6 separate regions of the Mus musculus genome follow, and all the other regions are linked to region 3. Evidence: chromatin contacts called from public Hi-C, HiChIP or PLAC-seq and promoter capture Hi-C data. All regions are on one chromosome and are shown on one strand. Each heading gives the region's core, a stretch centred on a gene start, on an enhancer-like site or on the middle of the called end of the contact. The rest is flanking DNA. Distances are from core to core; before and after follow the strand shown.

Region 1 (3,052 bases), core at 174-2,673, 1.1 Mb after region 3:
TGTGTGGGTTAATAAACAGTTTTATAATTAGCATATATTCAGTACTTGTTGGTCAGTATCACCTGTGGCATCCTTCCAGCAAAATTACTTTCTGCGATAGTAGACGCTCCAATCAGCTGTGTGCAGATGTGCTTATGATTAATTTTTCTCAAGCTAACGTCCAGAGGATTGTTTTAAATGTGGCCGTGAACTATAGTTTTCGGGGTGGGGTGAAATGGACACAATCTCTAAAAGCTGTGAAGCTGAAAGCTTTCAGGGGAACCATAGAACATTTAAGGAAGAAACACACATGCACGCTCACACGCGCGCACACTTTTCCAGAGTTGATTTAGAACTTCTATTGTTAGGAAAAGGTGTGTTAAGTAGCTAAAGGCTTCTCCAGCTCCTACCTAAGCCTTCTTGAGGAGGGATTGCAGGCATCAGTCACTATTCTCGGCCGAGGACTTTACATGAGATAGGCCAGTACAATATTGAATGGTTGAATCCAAATTTATACTTACATGTCTTGCCTTAAAGATGAGGAAAGGTCTTAACACTTTCCCTATGCAATTGTAAACATGTATTATTTGGGCCAAGGAGACAGCACATTTGTGTGGCATAAAACATAGCATTTGTGACCGAGCTTACCCTTCCGCCTGGTGGCAGTGTGTGCTCCACCACAAGTTAAAAGTAGGGATCATGTGAAAATTCCTGACTAAATTTATAAAACTATATTGGTTCATTGGTTCAGCTTTGCAGAAGTAAAGAATGCTGCTCCAACGGGAACGTGCTGGCACCACAAAGGCGTTAGATGTAGCAGTGTGTTTTTACCAACCGTCATAACAAATATTTGCTGAGCTGCCAAGCACGGTTTGCGTTTCTGGGATACATCCAGGGACGAGACACAGATTCCCGGTTACTCCGTGCAGTCGTGCCTAGATCATTCGGAAAAGAGTTCTAGGACGTTCTTTGCAAAATCAACACGACGTGTTTCCAAGAGCCCAGGAACGTGGCCGACTAAACGGTGAACCGGGTTCAGCCCCACTGCAGCCGACCTGAAACTCACTTTTGCAAACCTCTTTTATTTCCACCCTCTAGAGTTGTACCCGGCGTGGCTGGCCAGACTGTCAAAGACGTAACGCAAAGAGTCCTCCTCTAATTTTTTTCTGCCGGGAATCTGGAACCCTCGTGAGACAAAGGCGCCTGTGTGACTCCTCTGTCCAATAGACACTTCTGCGACTCCTCAGGGCAGCCGGTCGTCCCCGAGCCAAGGACAAGACTCGCAGCGCGGCCAAGGGTGAGCCATCCAAGGAGAGGCGCGCATGCGCCCCCGCGTGGCTCGGCGCGCTCCTAGCATCCGGTCCCGAGCTGATCAGTCCTACGGAACCTCCGCCGCGGGTTCCGCGTTTCCGGGGGAAGAGGGACGAGAAGGACCGGGACGCCGAGCTACCTTGGCTACTTCGGGAAGCCATGGCTACCGCGGTGGGAAGGCTGGTTCTTCGGCGGCCCGGCGCGGGCGGCGGGGCTCGCTGGAGTGAGTTTTTTGTGTTCCCGGTGTGGGAAGACAATCTGGGGTGCAGGAATCAGGGAAAGAGAAGGGATGCGGGCATGGGCGGCTCTTGTGGGGGGTTTTAGGAGCCCCAGTCTTCGGCAAACATGTCCCCATCTCCCAGGGAGTGAGGACTCGCGCTTGCCTAGCCAAGTCCCTTGCTTTGGGGTGTGGAAGAAAAGTTCAGCATTTCTCATGCTAGCTATTGATCGTTTGGACACGGGGATTCCGCCTTCCTGGAGCGTTCTCCTCCCCTCCAGACCGTTTCCAACTACAACTTTGCTCTCCTTCCCAATCGAGTCTGGTTTTAGGACGCCACTGAGGAAATCGGTGGTGATGTGAGAGTAAATCAGAGCCCAGCGTTTTTGTTTTTTGTTTTTTCGTTGTTGGATCCTAAATTATTAACATTATAAAGTGGTTCAAGTTTGCCTCAGTCGAATTTTTGACTTATGTTCTGCAAAATTCTACCGTTTTCAATACTTGTTACAGGTCCAGAGTAAACTACGTACTTTGCTTTCTTAATAGGATTTATAGCGACGTCGCCAGCTGCCGAGCTGTCACCCACGGAGCTGACAGAAATGCGGAATGATCTGTTTAACAGAGAGAAAAGCAGGCAGTTATCGTTAACCCCCCGAACGGAGAAGATCGAAGTTAAGCATGTTGGGAAAACTGATCCCGGCACTGTCTTCGTGATGAATAAAAACATCTCAACCCCTTACAGTTGTGCCATGCGTAAGCAGCAGAACAATGTTGACCATTTTACACGCGCTGTGCAGAGCACTGCAGAGGGGAACATGCTGTCATTACTTGGCGAAGCTGTAGAATTTATTTGCAGCCATTTTGCCACCCACTGTCCCCTTTGTTTTGTGGGTACGGTGGGTATCGTAGCATTTCTCTGCTGTACAGGTTGTCTCCCTAGTTTGTCTGAATATGACTATGTAATATGCATGTTCTGGGAGCATTTATCTAGCAGGTCTCATTAAAGTATTTTGAGGGTTGTTTTTTTGGTTTGTTTTGGTTTGTTTTTTTCTTGAGTTTTCATTTATTCTACCTTTATCTTTTTAGTTTTTTTTTTCCCCCCGAGTATATGTCTCATCTCCTTCCTACTTGTCCCATGTTGTGGTTTTATCTAGTATAGGTACTAAATGTGTGAATGGAAACATAAGTATAGTGAATGCTGACGTTAATTGTTTTGTTTCTATTGTTAGAGAGGTCGTTGGCTGTAAAGGTACTGATAGGATTTGGATAGGGCTTCCATAGATAGGATATTTAAACTGAAATATCTCCCGAATAGTAGATAGGCACGGTTGGCTGTTGTTTAGCTTTTTAAAAGACTCTGTAATAGTACCATTAGGGTAATTGACAGCATTGGTTCTAGGTAAGGCTCTGATGTGTACTCAGTCTCCACTCTGGCAGTTAAACAAGCACTGGTGATAATGACTCATTTGATTTTCATGTATTTCGTAGCACATGCTGTGTGGTAGACAGTAGGGGATTATAGAGGAGAGTAAGACAAGCCTAAGG
Region 2 (3,013 bases), core at 492-2,991, 1.0 Mb after region 3:
ATTTTTAAATGACTCCTGTTAAAGTGAGACTTAAAAGCTCAGAGGAACACAGAACTTTTCACCTTAACTTTTTGTTTTTTTAGTTACGCTACCTCCAGATTCCAGCTTCGTCGCTGATTTTCATACTCAGTACATTACCTCTCAAACCCTAAGTGTTCCGTTTGATACCAGCTGATATTTCAGCATGCATAAAGATTTCATTGCGAATGTCAACTTCCTGGCTTGATATATACCTCCCCCTGAGTCAGCAGGCACCCTGTTCGGGTTCTGAGCGGCAAATCGTTTTGTGAGCCCCCATCACTTTGGTCTGAGAAAAAGCCTCAGCGTTAGTGTTAAGACGTTCGTCGGGCAGAATAATTGAACTACTATTAAGTACTGTGACTAGAACTTGAACCTCAACAATAACACATTTACCCCTCCCTAGTGAAGAAACCAACAGAACAAAAGATAACAGGGAGGGGGAGGGTGTTTATCATCATCATCAACAACAACAACAACAACAACAACAAGGACTTCCTCACTTAAAAATAGATAGTAATTTCCTACCTTTTCCTAAAAAGTTAACGCGAAGAAAACAAAAATCAAATTTCAAATCACATTAGGCCAGCACCCGCGCAAATCCTCTTTCAAAGTACCCAGAGAAACTAAACTGGCTTTGGGACGCCTCCGCAGCTATGCCAGCTGCCAGCTCGCTCATTCATCGCCTGCGCCTTTCTAACAATCCTAACAGCCAGTCCCGCTGGCTGGACATCCCCTGAGGACACGGCAGCTGGCTGGAGCGGACAGACTTCTCTAAGCCGGTTTTGCAGGCGTAAAGGCGAAAAGCTACTGGGGCTCAGCTAATTTCACCCCGCTACCGCCTCTAAAGTGCTTTACCCAGCACCTTGCCCGGGGCAGCTGGGACCGTAACCACTGATCCCTCAGCCGCAGCTACTTAAGAGTGGCCTTCGCCAACCCCGGATGCCATCTTTCTTGGGCTCTTCGCATCTTGAATACTTAGAGAGTTTTGCATTCTGATCACGTCCCGGTGTCTTTGAAAACTTCCTCGGACTTTGCAAGGAGATGAGGATCGTCTGTTTTCTTCAATTCTTAACTGCCCAGATCCAACACTATTTACAAGACGCACAGGACTTCAGTCTCCCTGCCCAGAGCCTGCCCTCATCCAGATTACCCTCCGTGCTCCCAGACTGCAAAGCCTGGCGCCCCGAGACAGACCCCCTAGCACTGAGCGCCATGCCTGCAGGCGAGGGTCCCGGAGGCTGGTATAGCCAGACCGGAGGGTGGAAAGGACTGTTACCCCAGAGACTTACAGTCCAGGGCGACGATCAAGTAGTGTAGCAGCAGCAGCATCAGGAGGCCTTGGGGGCTCCTCGCCATCTACGCGGGCGCCAGCTGGCTGCCTAGCTGAGGGTCCCCCTGCAGGAGCGCGACAGGCGGCTGGGTCTCCCAGCACTTCGCCCGGCGGCGGAGCAGAGGAGGTCCCTGAGAGGTGGAAGCAGAGGGGCGGGTCCTGTCCCGATGTCAGTCTCTCCGGTCTGGGGTGTCTCCAGCGACTGTCGTGGGGGCAGGTCTTCTGGCCCTAGGACGTGGTGTCTGGGACAGTCCTTCTTTTGAAGGGTGGAAGAGGGTTGAGGGGAGGGCGTGGACGCGGGACGCGGTGTCCGCAGGGTCCTAAGCGAGTGGCGGCAGAGGACTAGCCTCTTGAGGGAGAACCCTGCAGGTCGGCCCCCCGCCCCCAGACTGATCCGCTTTGTGTCTAGTCCCGCGCTAGGCTGCCAGCTGTCCCCAGGGCGAGGAGCTGGGGGCAGGAGGAGCGCAGCCGGGTGGGATGGGCAGGGTGTGTGTGTGTTGGGAGCGGTAGTGGCTCGGTCTGTCTCGCCATGTCTCTCCTCTTGGCGCAAAAAAACTTCCTTTTCAGTGTTTTGCCTAGCGTGGGAGATATTTTTTGGAAAATTTCTATCTAGCGGACAAAACCGCTGGCGAAGCGCTCTTAAAGTATAGGGGCATGAGCTCAGCCCCTGCCTCTAGAAAGGGGGGGTGGGGAGGGGCGGAGGGGGCGGGGGACAAAGGCATCACTCAAGTTGCAAGTCAGGTCCCAGATTTTATCATCAGGCTTAGCCTCTTCTGGCTTCAAGTCCGTCCTCCCCGTCCCCCCAACCCCTTAGAGAGTTAAGGTGTGTTCTGGGCTCTTGGCTTCTTAGTTGTCATCTGGAAGTTCATCTAACGGTGTGAAATATTTATCTTGTTTCTTCCCCGTTATGTAACTGCCGCCTGTGGAGTTTTCCACATGTTAAAACTCTACAGCTGCCCTTTTGTCAGGTTTATTTTTGGTCTCATGTGCTTTTAAAAGGGAAATCCATTATGAATGCTCCAGTGCGTGCTTTAAAATTGACCCGCACTTCGGAAGCGTGCACTTGCAAAGGCGATTTTCACATTTCCTCTCCAGAACTGATGGCTGGGGCATTCAAGAAAATTGACCCGTCTGTGTAAAGGCCGTTGTCAGGTGAAGACATTTTTTAAAATCGTTTTAAATAAAGCTAAATAATAAATAATTATGTGTAGAGGATGGCTGATTTAGTGGTGGACCACTTACAAAGAATTGAGCCAGCCTTGCGGACAAAGGCTTAAGATATACTTAGATATGCAGAGCTGTGAGGAATGAGGCATCCCCACTGTTGCCTGGGCAACAGTGATGAAAGCTTTGGCCCTCATGGGGAAGGGGAGGGGACAGAAGACCCCTGAGGGCAAGAAAAGCAAAGTTAAAAAAAAAAAAAAAAAAAAAGGCAAAAATGGAGCTGGTAGCCCAAACTCACAAACAGTAAGGGAGTAAGGGTGTCATCTAACTTAAGACTTAAGGCAAAAAAAAAAAAAAAAAAAAAAAAAGACTTAAGGCCTGTGCTCAGAGACAGGTTAAGTCAATTGTCCTTGACAATCCAATTAAAAGAGTCAAATTAGTCGTGAAAACTGAGAAGAGAAAGGGAGAGATATTGATTGATTGATTGATTGATTCGAT
Region 3 (2,824 bases), core at 91-2,590:
GGTGTGAGCGCGCGGGTCTGCCTGAGGACTTGGGCTGTGGTTCTCAAGCTTGTCCTAATGCCTTTCCGCCAGTGAGAGCATTGTGAACTATTTCCTTCCTCTGGGTCACAGAACCCCTCCCTCTTTCTCAGTTCAGGAGCCTCTCTCGACTTTTTCTTAGGGGCCGGGGTTGGAAGGGCTCAGCTTTTGTGACTTTCGTAACGCGGATGCTGCCTTTCCCTTCCCGGTAGGAAGCGGGGAGGGGGGGGGAGGGGAACTCGGTTTCCTTCCACCCCATCACCCAACCCTCCTTCCCCCCACACCGTTCCCCCCCGCCGCCGCTTTGGACTTGATACTGAAGTGGGGAATCTTAGATGCATCTGTCCGCCTGGCCTGCGGCCTGCAGCAGCTGCTGTTAAGATTTTGGAAGAACGCAGACTAGAAGGGAGTTGCTTCTCCAATGAAGAAGAGAAAGCAGAAATCCCTTTTTTTTTTTTTTTTTTTTTTTTTTTTGTCTCTAGGGAACTAAAGCTGGTTCCAGATAGACTATTCTGGAAAAAGCCAAGATACACACACACACACACACACACACACACACACACACATCGCCCCACCCCCACCCCCCACCCCAGAGGTCTCTAGGTAGGACTTGAGGAAACTGTTAAGGTCGTTCCACGTGGATTTTTAGAATCCAGAGTTGGAGAGGTGCTCTATGAACCACCACCACCACCACCACACACACACACACACACACACTCTCTCTCTCTCTCTCTCTCTCTCTCTCTTCCTCTCTCTTTCTTTTCTCTTCCTGAGAAGCGCAGAATCAACACTTTGCCCAAGAAAAGCTGGGGTAAAGAGAAGGACGCTTTAGCCATGGTGCCCATGGAAACGTAGACGAGACGGAAAAGTAGGGTGCTTTTTAAGAAAAGGCAGCTGTAGCTAATAGCCCACTTTGGGGCAGAAGAGGCTCTGACTAGGGGAGAAAAGGAATGTTGAGGAATCTTTTCAATTCGACCCTCTTTCTTGGAAACTGCAGCCCAGCCGGGGCACAGGAAGGGCGACAGGAAGCAGGGTGGTCCGGGAATCAGCAGCCGAGAGATGAAGTTAAAGGTTCACTCTTTTCCCCAGAGCAGCCAGCGCTGTACAAAGTGCTGGTCCCAGCGCTGTTTCGGCGTCTTACACCCCCAGAGTGACGAGCTGTGGCGTGAGGCCAGGGCGGAGGCTGCCCCCTCCCCCTTCAGGCCCCGAGGCGCAGAGCTCGGTTTAGCACCGACTGAGCTCAGGGGGCGGTGTCGCAGTGTTGGGGGAAGGAGGGGCTCCTATGTGGCTATAAAGGGGCGGCCGGGGCTGCCTGGTCCTTGCACTCGCTAGAAAGCAGCTCCGAGCTAGGTGCTATCGCAAGGCCAGAGCGCACAGCCCGGCGGAGAGAGCAGATCCTTGCTCAGATCGAGTCAAATCGGGGCCAAGGCGGAGGACGAAGAGTCCAGGCTCCTATTCTGGACTTGTTCCCCAGCTCCGGGGGCGCTTCTAGGTCCTGCAGCAGCCAGCAGTGCGGAGCCACCAACTCGGTGCTGGAATGAAAAAATTCCCGCGCGCCAGTGCAGAATCTTTCTAAGTGACCCGGAGCTTCGGGTGCTAGCTCTGCACGAACTTTCCCATCAAAGTGATCGTGAATTTTAAGCATCAGGAGCAGGCCAGCGAAGCTCTACGCGTCTAAACGTCTATCCAGACCAAGAGTTCTCTGCGGTGCAGGGTGCGGTGCCATGCAGCCAAAAGTCCCTTTGGGGTCACGCAAGCAGAAGCCCTGCTCCGACATGGGGGACGTCCAGCGGGCAGCGAGATCTCGGGGCTCTCTGTCCGCACACATGCTGTTGCTGCTCCTCGCTTCCATAACAATGCTGCTATGTGCGCGGGGCGCACACGGGCGCCCCACGGAGGAAGATGAGGAGCTGGTCCTGCCCTCGCTGGAGCGCGCCCCGGGCCACGATTCCACCACCACACGCCTTCGTCTGGACGCCTTTGGCCAGCAGCTACATCTGAAGTTGCAGCCGGACAGCGGTTTCTTGGCGCCTGGCTTCACCCTGCAGACTGTGGGGCGCAGTCCCGGGTCCGAGGCACAACATCTGGACCCCACCGGGGACCTGGCTCACTGCTTCTACTCTGGCACGGTGAACGGTGATCCCGGCTCTGCCGCAGCCCTCAGCCTCTGTGAAGGTGTGCGTGGTGCCTTCTACCTACAAGGAGAGGAGTTCTTCATTCAGCCAGCGCCTGGAGTGGCCACCGAGCGCCTGGCCCCTGCCGTGCCCGAGGAGGAGTCATCCGCACGGCCGCAGTTCCACATCCTGAGGCGAAGGCGGCGGGGCAGTGGCGGCGCCAAGTGCGGCGTCATGGACGACGAGACCCTGCCAACCAGCGACTCGCGACCCGAGAGCCAGAACACCCGGAACCAGTGGCCTGTGCGGGACCCCACGCCTCAGGACGCGGGAAAGCCATCAGGTATAAGAGTGACCCCCATCTCTCAGTCTTTACGAGGCGTGACTTGGGGTCACACTCCAGATCGCCTCTAAATGCGAATGACTCAGACTTGCAGTGAATTGAAGTTCTGGGTCGTGACCTTCCCGCTCCCCCCCCCAAAAAAAGTGTGACCATACTCTGCTAGAACACTTATTTGCCCGAATAGTTAATAATTTGAGAAAGAGAGAAAGAATCGGAGGTCCTGTAGATAAGGGCTAAGCGTTTCCTCCGCGAAGCCAATAACCCGACTCCTTACACTGAAGAATCTCTCTCCATCCCTTTAATGCCTTTAGTGAATGTATGAGTTCACTTTAACTAGGTTGTAGTTTCG
Region 4 (2,804 bases), core at 303-2,802, 1.1 Mb before region 3:
TAATAAAATTAAAGAAACGAATTCCGTTAATCAGTTGAGCATGTCAGTGTTTTTGTTTCATAACTGTCAATTTTCCAGTCTCCAACTGCAACCACTTTTCTCTTGAATGAAAGGAACAGATTTGTTTGCATTTTATTTCTTATGAATGGGAACTTGCAGTTCATGCTCTATGAATGGATCACTAAGTGCTTAATCCAACATTTCAGCATCATTTCTTTCCTAATGCACACTGCATACAAGCAAATTGATTCTAACTAGACAGTTATTTTTCCTTTCTATTTTTAAAAGTCATTAAGTAATGCTTCTTGGAAGAAGACTCTGTCTTAAGTGTTCCACTGTTGAAAGTAAATGAAAAAAAATTCATTGAAGAGAGTGTTTCCTTCTGTGGTATGATTTTGAGAAATCAAATAACTATAGCCATCATTATAGAAAATTATTATGTTTTATTTGTCTATACCATATACAGCCTCATATCTAGATAGTCATGCAATCATACCATTTCATGTTAAGAATGGTGGTGAAAAAATTTCATTCGCATTGCCATTGAATTAAAGTACAGTTTATTAACAGTTGTGTGTGTGTGTGTGTGTGTGTGTGTGTGTGTGTGTGTGTGTGTTTGTAATTTGAGCTTGCTTCTTTGAATAAATTGTTGTTCACAATTTTTTTCTTAGCAAAGCAAGAGGAGTCCTACTGCTCTGTTCTTCCACTGGGAAATAATTTGTCAATTTATTTATTTTTTTAATCTTTGAGTCAGGTCTTTATTAATTATGAGGCCCTTTAGCTCTGACTGTCATAATCAATCTGAACAGAACATTTAGTGACATGGACATGCCATTTTCTGATATACTAGAGGTAAAAATATTTAGTGAGTTACATAAAAGAATTATTTCAACTGTTCATTAAAGAACATAAAAATAGCACATTATTTTCATCAGCTTCATAGAAGTATATGTATATGCATATTTATATGTAAAATTATTGGGCCCATTTTTTAGAGTAATGACATTTATTTATAAAACTGAGAATTCTTCAATAAACAAACATGTTAAACTGTTTACTTACTTTCTGTTTAGCAATATTTGAGAGTTGGCATATAGTTAATGAACCATTGCTGCATAATAATACTGCTATTAACTGGTGGTTTTATGTACTCTGTGTGATTGCTCTTAGAGGTTTTAGTACCCTTTGCATTTGGCTGTTTGTAATAGTATATGGTTATGGGCAAACTTTATATGATGAGGTCTGACTGTATAGATATTTATTATTCTAGTACTTTTCTTCATTGACTCTGAGAGAAGAAATTTGTTATGCAACCACAGAATTTTCTGAATTGGGGTTTGTGGCTCATTGTCTGAAGTATGGTCTAGACAATTTAAAATTCCTCAATTCTGAACATGCTGCATAGAATAAATTGCCAACTTGAATGCTGATTTAGCTGAGACATTGGATTTCATATTTCAGTGCTGCATTCCATTTGATTATACTAGATGTTGGACACAGAAGTACAACCCTGGTGTCCTGAATCCATGATAGCCATGAGTTTGTACTGCTTGGATACAACCCAGACAACCTTGAAGCCTGTCCAGCACAGTTAATATAAATTCCATGATCATCAGCACTGTGCAAGTGCTTCCCTGCTTGTTTCACAGTAAATACCAAAATGAAGAACAGCATCCTCAATTAGTTAAATTCTTCTGGTGTATTGGTTATATCCTTGAAGCTGTTTTGGTTGTTTTGGTAATATAGTTAATTGATACAAGATATTAAGGATATTTAATATTCTACTAGTTGAAAAATATTCAAGGATACACAATTGCTTCCAGGAAATTTTGAAAAAGACTAAAAGGTACATATTAGTCTTTAAACTTAGATATGAAAATGCAATTCAGTATATGATTCAGACATTCAAGAACAATGCCTGTTATATACAAAATATTCTCAACATTGTTAAGAATTCAGAGACAGTCATGTGCTATAATCTGTCTCTTAGATGATTGTAATTTAATTAAGATGTCTAGATATGTACACATTTACATGTGGGTGATTGCAAACATTAGTTTCTTCTATGTGTTGAAAAGTAAAGGCAAAGTATAATCAAATTATCAAAGCTGAGCCAAATAGAAATTGAACAGAAGGGAATTACCGATTTGTGAAAAAGACATGGCTGATTTCAACTTACAAAGAATGAAAAGTGAATTGTTGGAAAAATATAACACTTAGGGCAAAGCAAAGAAGTCAATAAATTATTGAGAGATAATGAATAGCTGTTTTAATGATGACATGTTATCTTTAGGTATAAATTATAATTTTTGTTGGCATCAGCTACATATTTCATCAATCACATGGCTTTCTCCTGTGCAATTTAAAATTAGTGTGATTTCAAAGCAGTGGAAATTGGTTCAACAGACATTTATGACTTAATGAATTCATCATCCCTCAATAATGTAATTATTTCACTTAGTAAATGTTCAATATTTCTTTGCTTACAGGTATTGGATTTTCTTAAAAATAAAGAAAACTTTTATGTCCATATATTGTTTATTTTCAGCTTCTTTCCAATAAACTATAAATAATATACAAATAAGAAAGGGAACTACTAAATGTAAGTGAGATCTTTTTGATGAAACATGAAGGTCATTTGGAGGAATTATCCAGAGCTGGTCATCTAGTGGACCAGGAAGACACAGAATTTCTACAGTTCAAAGGCTCATTTCTTGAATTACTTTGGGTACACAGAGAGCTCAAGGACTAAATAAGGACATTGAGTGGATTCCAGACACAGACGATAGCATGTGCTAAGTCTG
Region 5 (3,120 bases), core at 11-2,510, 1.3 Mb before region 3:
CTGGTACCCTGGAGCTCTGAGCATCCTAACATTTTTTTAAATTTATTTTTTATTCTTTTTTTTTTTTCAAAAAAATCAATCATTCTACTTATTTACATCTCAAGTAGATAGGCACAGCCCCCAGTTGAGGGTTGGAGCCACCCACCCATCTCAAAGGTTTTAAACCCAGAAATGTTCCTACCCAAAGGAAAGACAGGGCCAAAAAAAAAAAATGAAGCAGAGACTAAAGGAAGGGCTGTCCACGGACCACCCCACCTGGGAATCCATCCTGTTTGCAGACACCAAACTGTGACATTGTTGCTCTTGTCAGGAGGAGCTTGCTGACAGGAATCTGATGTGGCTGTTCCTTGGGAGGTTCTGCCAGCAACTGACCTAAGTAAAACTCTTACTGCTCACAAGTTTCAGGTTTGTCAAATACTGTGATAGTCCTTCCATTAGCTCTTTTCTTCTTTCTAACCCATGATTATTTATGCTTTACAGCACTCTGCGCTGCCGATTTTTGTACATTTCCCAATTCTTCCATTGTCTACCAATTTGGGAATTTCACGGTTGGGTTCTTCTCCGTAAAACCCAGCCAAACAAATTGATTATCATCATCATCATCATCTCTGATAGGGTAGAATGTTTGCTTACCCCTCGTCACCTACTGGGTGAGAAGGACACACGTAGCTGGCCAGGTTCAATTGGGACTGTTGCATCACAGAAACCTTGTGCATCACCCCTACAAAGAACCCAATAATGGTTGCTTCTTGAACAAGGCCAGTGCTATGAGTGTGACAGTTGCCTACAGAGTTGAGAAGCTAGTGAGACAAGAAGCTCCATGGGACCTAGCAGCGCACACCTTCATTCTTCTTGCAGTTTTTCCAGCTTGCCTAAGCAATGCGTAAAAAAAAAAAAAAAAAAAAAAAAAAGAAAAAAAAAAGCAGAGTTCCTTTTAACAATGTGAGAATTTTATTTGCACGTAATTTATGAGTCCACCTTTCAAACTTGTAGGGGGTTGCATTTTGAAATCTGTGAACCCTCAGCTCTTCAAGAGCTTATATTAATCTCAGATGCTCATTAGGGAGGGAGAGAGAACACCCCTGAATTTAATAGTCTTGGTTTCTCTGCCAGCCCAGCTGGAGTTGGCATGTGAGTTGTGTTGCAACATCAACCTTTCCTTGTTCTTTTGCTAAATACTCCCTGGTTGTTTCCTGCACATAGAGAACACCAAAGGAGACCATGTCTAATCTCTGAAAGCAAATGAGTCACCTCTAGCGGTGACTCTGATAGTCAACAAAGTTTGAGCCATTTGAATGTATGAGTTAAAAGAGTTTCTGGGCAGTATGCATTTTGAATTCTTGGAATGTTGGTTACATAGGAGATCAAGGGAGATGATTATAAATAAAGGATTTAAAAATAATTAAAACAAAATCCAAACCCATTGCCATTTGTAGATTGTTGTAAATGCCGTCAAATAGAGGACAACACTGAACTGTTAAGTAATGGACCTGGGAATGCCCATGGGTAACCACACTTGGGAGATTGTGGAGAGGAAGGATAAATAGTTTACTCCACAAGGAAAGTTAAATTTTCACATGTATTAAACTAATGTTGTAGGCCACCTGCTAGTGGTGTATGTCCTAACAAGTTATCACATTAATTTCAGTACCACTAAGGGTTTGATTTCAAAGAAAATCAATTAATATGCCATATCTATAATCTACCATACTGATATCTCATAGCTGCTATAAGGATTGTAGTGAGATAATGGTAAATAAATTTATCGCCACTCACTTATGACAAGAGTATAGTCCATGAAAAAACATTAGAGTAGATAGAGATAGCATCAGTGGTGCCAAGAGGAAGCTGTGGAGTTGAAAGTATTGGCTTGAATTTCAGATCATCTCCTTAGCCATGACTTTGAGATTATTTCACTTCCATTGAGTGTGCATTGTTTACCCTGTAAAAGGACAGTAACAAGGCCAATTTACTCTGTAAGACTGGTATGAAGCCATTATAATATACACAAGTCCTTTAGGATGTGACTTTTAGTGTGTGTTCAATAAACATTATCAAGACATTATTGGCAAAAATGACTCACATTTGAACTTTTGCTTATTTAGGGGGGAATAAATATAACACATTTTTGAGGCAGCTTAGATGACCAAAAACAAATTGATGGGGAGGAACAATTAATTCTTATTCTGGTGTTCAGAAAACCCAGTGGAGCTTTGGATAATAACTTACAGAAAGTCAGGTACCACACTATTGCAAAAGTTTTGACCAGTCTATATTTTCCCACGATGCACATTATATTCATCCTGCAAAAGAAGACAGAGATTGCAAACATTGTTAAGTAGTAGTACGGCTGTGGTGCAAACACAGCTTCCTCAGCAAGACAACCAGATACATTTTGAAGTATGAGTGTTCTCTGAATGTATTAAGGCCCCTTTTTTAAAAATATTTTTTATTATTATGTATTTTCCTCAATTACATTTAGAATGCTATCCCAAAAGTCCCCCATACCCTCCCCCCTACTTCCCTACCCACCCATTCCCATTTTTTGGCCCTGGGGTTCCCCTGTACTGGGGCATATAAAGTTTGCAAGTCCAATGGGCCTCTCTTTCCAGTGATGGCCGACTAGGTCATCTTTTGATTCATATGCAGCTAGAGTCAAGAGCTCCGGGGTACTGGTTAGTTCATAATGTTGTTGCACCTACAGATCTCTTTAGCTCCTTGGATACTTTCTCTAGCTCCTCCATTGGGGGCCCTGTAATTCATCCAATAGCTGACTGTGAGCATCCACTTATGTGTTTGCTAGGCCCCGGCCTAGTCTCACAAGAGACAGTTATATCAGGGTCCTTTCAGCCAACGCTTGCTAGTGTATGCAATGGTGTCATCGTTTGGAGGCTAATTATGGGATAGATCCCTGGATATGGCAGTCTCTAGATGGTCCATCCTTTTGTCTCAGCTCCAAACTTTGTCTCTGTAACTCCTTCCATGGGTGGTTGTTTCCAATTCTAAGAAAGGGCAAAGTGTCCACACTTTGGTCTTCGTTCTTTATTAAGGCCCTTTGACGAGTTCCGAATTTGAGATAGCATTTCCAGGAAATTCCCAAAACGTTCCGTTTGATTCTGG
Region 6 (2,900 bases), core at 180-2,679, 1.2 Mb before region 3:
GTAGCTCTAAGTCACTTGCCTTTTCAGATAATGTATCTTTGTTATTAATATTAATGTTTTTCTTCTTCTTCCACTCTGGATTTTATTCCCATCCTGGTCTACCCTCTGAATGTTCTACATCCCATACAGCCTCCCCACCCTCCTGTTTCCACAAGGATGCCTCCCCTGCCACCAGACGTCTAAAGTCCCTGGGGCCTCCAGTCTCTTGAGGGTTAGGTGCATCATCTCTGACTAAACACAGACATGGCAGTCCTGTGCTGTATATGTGTTGGGGGCCTCATATCAGTTGGTGCATGCTGCCTGGATGGTGGTCCAGTATCTGAGAGATCTCAGGAGTCCAGGTAATTGACACTGCTGGCCCTCCTACAGGGTCACCCTCTGCCTCAGCTTCTTTCAGCTTTTCCCTTATTTAACTACAGGGGTCAGCAGCTTCTGTCCATTGGTTGGGTGCAAATATCTGCATCTGACTCTTTCAGTTGCTTTTTGGGTCTTTCAGAGTGCAGTCATACTAGGTCCCTTTTTGTGAGCACTCCATAGCCTCAGTAATTGTGTCAGGCCTTGGGGCCTCCACTTGAGCTGGATTCCACTTTGGGCCTGTTGCTGGACCTTTTTTTCCTCAGGCTTTTCTCCATTTCCATCCCTGCAGTTCTTTCAGACAGGAACACTTATGGATCAGAGTTGTAACTGTGGGATAGCAGCCCTATTCCCTTACTTGATGTCCTGTCTTCCTGCTGGAGATGGGCTCTACAAGTTCCCTCTTGCTACTGTAGGGCATTTCATCTAGGGTCCCTCTCTTTAAGTCCTGAGAGTCTCTCACCTCCCAGGTCTCTGGTGAATTCTGGAGGGTCCCCCCTAAGCTCCTACCTCCTGAGGTTGCCTGTTTCCATTCTTTCTGCTGACCCTCAGGGCTTTAGTCCTTTTTTCCCCCACTCAATATCATATCACATTCCCCTCTCCTCTCCCCTGTCTGCTTTCCCTCCCAGGTCCCTCTCTCCCTCCCCCATTATGGTTGCTTTCTTCTCTCTCCCCAGTGGGCTCTTCAGCTTGTTGACATTTTTGGGTTCTGTGGACTCTAAGGAACACCTGTTCTGTTAAAGAGATGAGCTGTGCTGAGCAGAGGGAGTTCTGTGGGCATAGCACTGGCATAACAACAAGGGTGGAAGACACTATTTCTAAGCTTGGCCAGATGACACAAATGACAGATCTGGAATGGACATTGGGCATGAGGAGAAATGAAAAGGACAGGAATCAGAAGATGATAAATTCACTGTCTCATTCATGAATGTTCTGGTTAATCATTGCCATACAGAAAGAAGGGAGACTAGACAACTAGATCATAGGATGAGTGTTTTGCTGATTCTTAAATTCATAACATTTCTTTGTTGCTCTATATCCAGCCTCTTGTTTTATCTCATGGTTGCCTAGATACACAGCTTTGGGTGCTGACAAATTCCCAAGGATGAGAATCTTGGCTCTTTGAGAACTCTAGAATTGTGTCTCTAAAGACATTTCTCAGCCACAGAATGTCATCAGAGCAAATTTGTGGCCTCTTAATATTTTCCAGAGGACAGTAAATTTTGGACATAGCCCTATCAAAGGGAACATGGGACTTCAGGAAGTTTCAGAAATGTGTAGTTTCCAGTTAGAATGGTGTCAGTGTGACATTTTGTGTGATACATAGTGTTCTCTGCTCAAAGATGTTTCTGGGACAGAGAAGAAACGTTGTGAACTTTTGTGTCAAGATATGAACAAGGGAGAAACTGGACTGGAAGGATCCTCTTTGTACCTGAGCTCTGTTAGAAGGAAACTGGAACTATAATCTCTTTTCCTGGCAGTGCCTTCTCTTCTCCTGGCAGCATCCTCTTCACAAAGTGGAGTTGATGTGGTTTTCAGTGTCACTTTTCAACAGGTGACAGAAAGTCCATTGTGTATACAATAGGAAATGTTTTTATTTTGAAAATAACTTTCTGAAAAAAAAAACAGATATGAATTATATGCCTTTCACATTCTAAGAGCTATATTGGAGTCTATAATGCTTCAGTATTTCATTTAACACAAAAAATTTAAAATGCACATGTAAGGTGAACTTAATGAAGTTAATTTAATTACTTATAGTAGCAGTCAACACTAGAAAAAGCTACAGAATTATTTTTTTAATTAGATGTTTTTTTCATTTACATTTCAAATACTATCTCCTTTCTTAGTTTCCTCCCCTATACCCTCCTCCTCCCCCTGCTCCCCAGCCTACCCACTTCCACTTCCTGGCCCTAGTATTCCCCTATAATGGGGCATAGAATCTTCAAGCTGCAGAATTAACCCTATAACCATCAAACCTTTCCAGTGGTATGTGCTGTCCTTGCTTAACTCATATGGTAGAGAATCTCTCTTTGTAATGTTGAGAGTGAACTGAATTGGGACTGCCATTTGGGGAATTCTGTTTCTGCTCTTTCTCATAACTGGTGTCTGTAAAAGGAACATTAAAATTTTGCTGCTGTGTTTTTTGATTGGTTAAGATAAAAGAGAGAGATTGAATTAGTCTGTTTCTCTTAAACCTCAGAAGACTACTGTTTACCTCTATGCTTCCTATGGCCCTGAACCATGATCACCATCCCATCTCTTTCACTTGGATCCTTTGGATATTTTCTCTAAACCTGAATATTTTACTATTTTACTTCAGATTTCCCTTTATTTAGAAGTATTCCTTCTGGTTATTTTAGAACTTCTGTGTGACTATTGGTTTCATGGAGTTTGGGATGAGTAGGTTAGACTCTCACCTCTTTGTCCAAGCTAGAAGCTACTAGATTCCTACTCACCTCGAGGAGCTAAGATCCCGTGAGTTCCAAATCTCTACACATTTCTCCAGCCTCACTTTTTCTTGTGTCAAATATGACCAAAATCTT

What was found. A called contact is a pair of places that touch in the nucleus more often than the background predicts. HiChIP or PLAC-seq counts read pairs in DNA pulled down with a chosen protein or histone mark. Capture Hi-C pulls out chosen DNA fragments and counts their contacts.
Region 1: a Hi-C map of cerebellum shows a contact between it and region 3, with 3 times the contacts expected there. The contact joins the promoter of Mrpl39 here to the promoter of Adamts1 in region 3. A contact is called at or near these places in 5 of 39 promoter capture datasets (cranial neural crest, embryonic stem cells, hippocampal neurons and 2 more), 6 of 484 Hi-C or Micro-C datasets (cerebellar granule neurons, cerebellum, forebrain and 3 more), 6 of 115 datasets of contacts at active chromatin or transcription factors (astrocytes, embryonic forebrain, embryonic limb bud and 3 more) and 1 of 9 other capture datasets (embryonic stem cells).
Region 2: a contact with region 3 is called in a promoter capture Hi-C map of adipose tissue, with 3 times the contacts expected there. The contact joins the promoter of Jam2 here to the promoter of Adamts1 in region 3. A contact is called at or near these places in 3 of 39 promoter capture datasets (cranial neural crest, embryonic stem cells and hippocampal neurons), 1 of 115 datasets of contacts at active chromatin or transcription factors (astrocytes) and 1 of 9 other capture datasets (adipose tissue).
Region 4: an H3K27ac HiChIP or PLAC-seq map of VIP interneurons shows a contact between it and region 3, with 24 times the contacts expected there. The contact joins the enhancer-like site here to the promoter of Adamts1 in region 3. A contact is called at or near these places in 7 of 39 promoter capture datasets (the 3T3-L1 cell line, the C10 cell line, cranial neural crest and 3 more), 1 of 15 datasets of contacts at CTCF or cohesin (the NIH/3T3 cell line), 13 of 115 datasets of contacts at active chromatin or transcription factors (VIP interneurons, craniofacial prominence, differentiating embryonic stem cells and 9 more) and 2 of 9 other capture datasets (embryonic stem cells and liver).
Region 5: a Hi-C map of uterus shows a contact between it and region 3, with 6 times the contacts expected there. The contact joins the enhancer-like site here to the promoter of Adamts1 in region 3. A contact is called at or near these places in 13 of 39 promoter capture datasets (the 3T3-L1 cell line, 3T3-L1-derived adipocytes, the C10 cell line and 6 more), 7 of 484 Hi-C or Micro-C datasets (adipose-derived mesenchymal stem cells, cortical neurons, epidermal suprabasal cells and 2 more), 5 of 115 datasets of contacts at active chromatin or transcription factors (the NIH/3T3 cell line, astrocytes, embryonic forebrain and 2 more) and 1 of 9 other capture datasets (embryonic stem cells).
Region 6: a contact with region 3 is called in a Hi-C map of cortical neurons, with 9 times the contacts expected there. The contact joins the enhancer-like site here to the promoter of Adamts1 in region 3. A contact is called at or near these places in 10 of 39 promoter capture datasets (the 3T3-L1 cell line, 3T3-L1-derived adipocytes, the SN4741 cell line and 6 more), 10 of 484 Hi-C or Micro-C datasets (adipose-derived mesenchymal stem cells, cerebral cortex, cortical neurons and 3 more) and 9 of 115 datasets of contacts at active chromatin or transcription factors (the NIH/3T3 cell line, astrocytes, cardiomyocytes and 6 more).

The regions. Positions count from the first base shown.
Region 1 is chr16:84,733,615-84,736,666 of GRCm38.p6, reverse strand. Mrpl39 (mitochondrial ribosomal protein L39) reads left to right here and starts at 1,423. Exons shown (of 10, transcript NM_017404.5): 1 at 1,423-1,513; 2 at 2,054-2,260. The coding sequence starts at 1,450.
Region 2 is chr16:84,772,851-84,775,863 of GRCm38.p6, reverse strand. Jam2 (junction adhesion molecule 2) reads right to left here and starts at 1,741. Exons shown (of 10, transcript NM_023844.5): 1 at 1,311-1,741. The coding sequence starts at 1,377.
Region 3 is chr16:85,801,629-85,804,452 of GRCm38.p6, reverse strand. It overlaps Adamts1 (a disintegrin-like and metallopeptidase (reprolysin type) with thrombospondin type 1 motif, 1), which reads left to right and starts at 1,340. Exons shown (of 9, transcript NM_009621.5): 1 at 1,340-2,475. The coding sequence starts at 1,743.
Region 4 is chr16:86,858,434-86,861,237 of GRCm38.p6, reverse strand. The region is part of intron 2 of Gm32624 (predicted gene, 32624); the gene reads right to left. Among named protein-coding and RNA genes, the nearest start is that of Gm32624, 43 kb to the right of the region's middle. Within about 2 kb of position 1,552, at least 1 of the 459 cell types and tissues checked has an H3K27ac peak or open chromatin away from gene starts, as enhancers often do. A contact at or near this core is called in VIP interneurons, where this site is marked.
Region 5 is chr16:87,090,236-87,093,355 of GRCm38.p6, reverse strand. No RefSeq gene overlaps it. Among named protein-coding and RNA genes, the nearest start is that of Gm32865, 37 kb to the left of the region's middle. Within about 2 kb of position 1,260, at least 12 of the 459 cell types and tissues checked have an H3K27ac peak or open chromatin away from gene starts, as enhancers often do. A contact at or near this core is called in uterus, where this site is marked.
Region 6 is chr16:87,022,385-87,025,284 of GRCm38.p6, reverse strand. The region is part of intron 2 of Gm38477 (a long non-coding RNA gene); the gene reads left to right. Among named protein-coding and RNA genes, the nearest start is that of Gm38477, 25 kb to the left of the region's middle. Within about 2 kb of position 1,429, at least 11 of the 459 cell types and tissues checked have an H3K27ac peak or open chromatin away from gene starts, as enhancers often do. A contact at or near this core is called in cortical neurons, where this site is marked.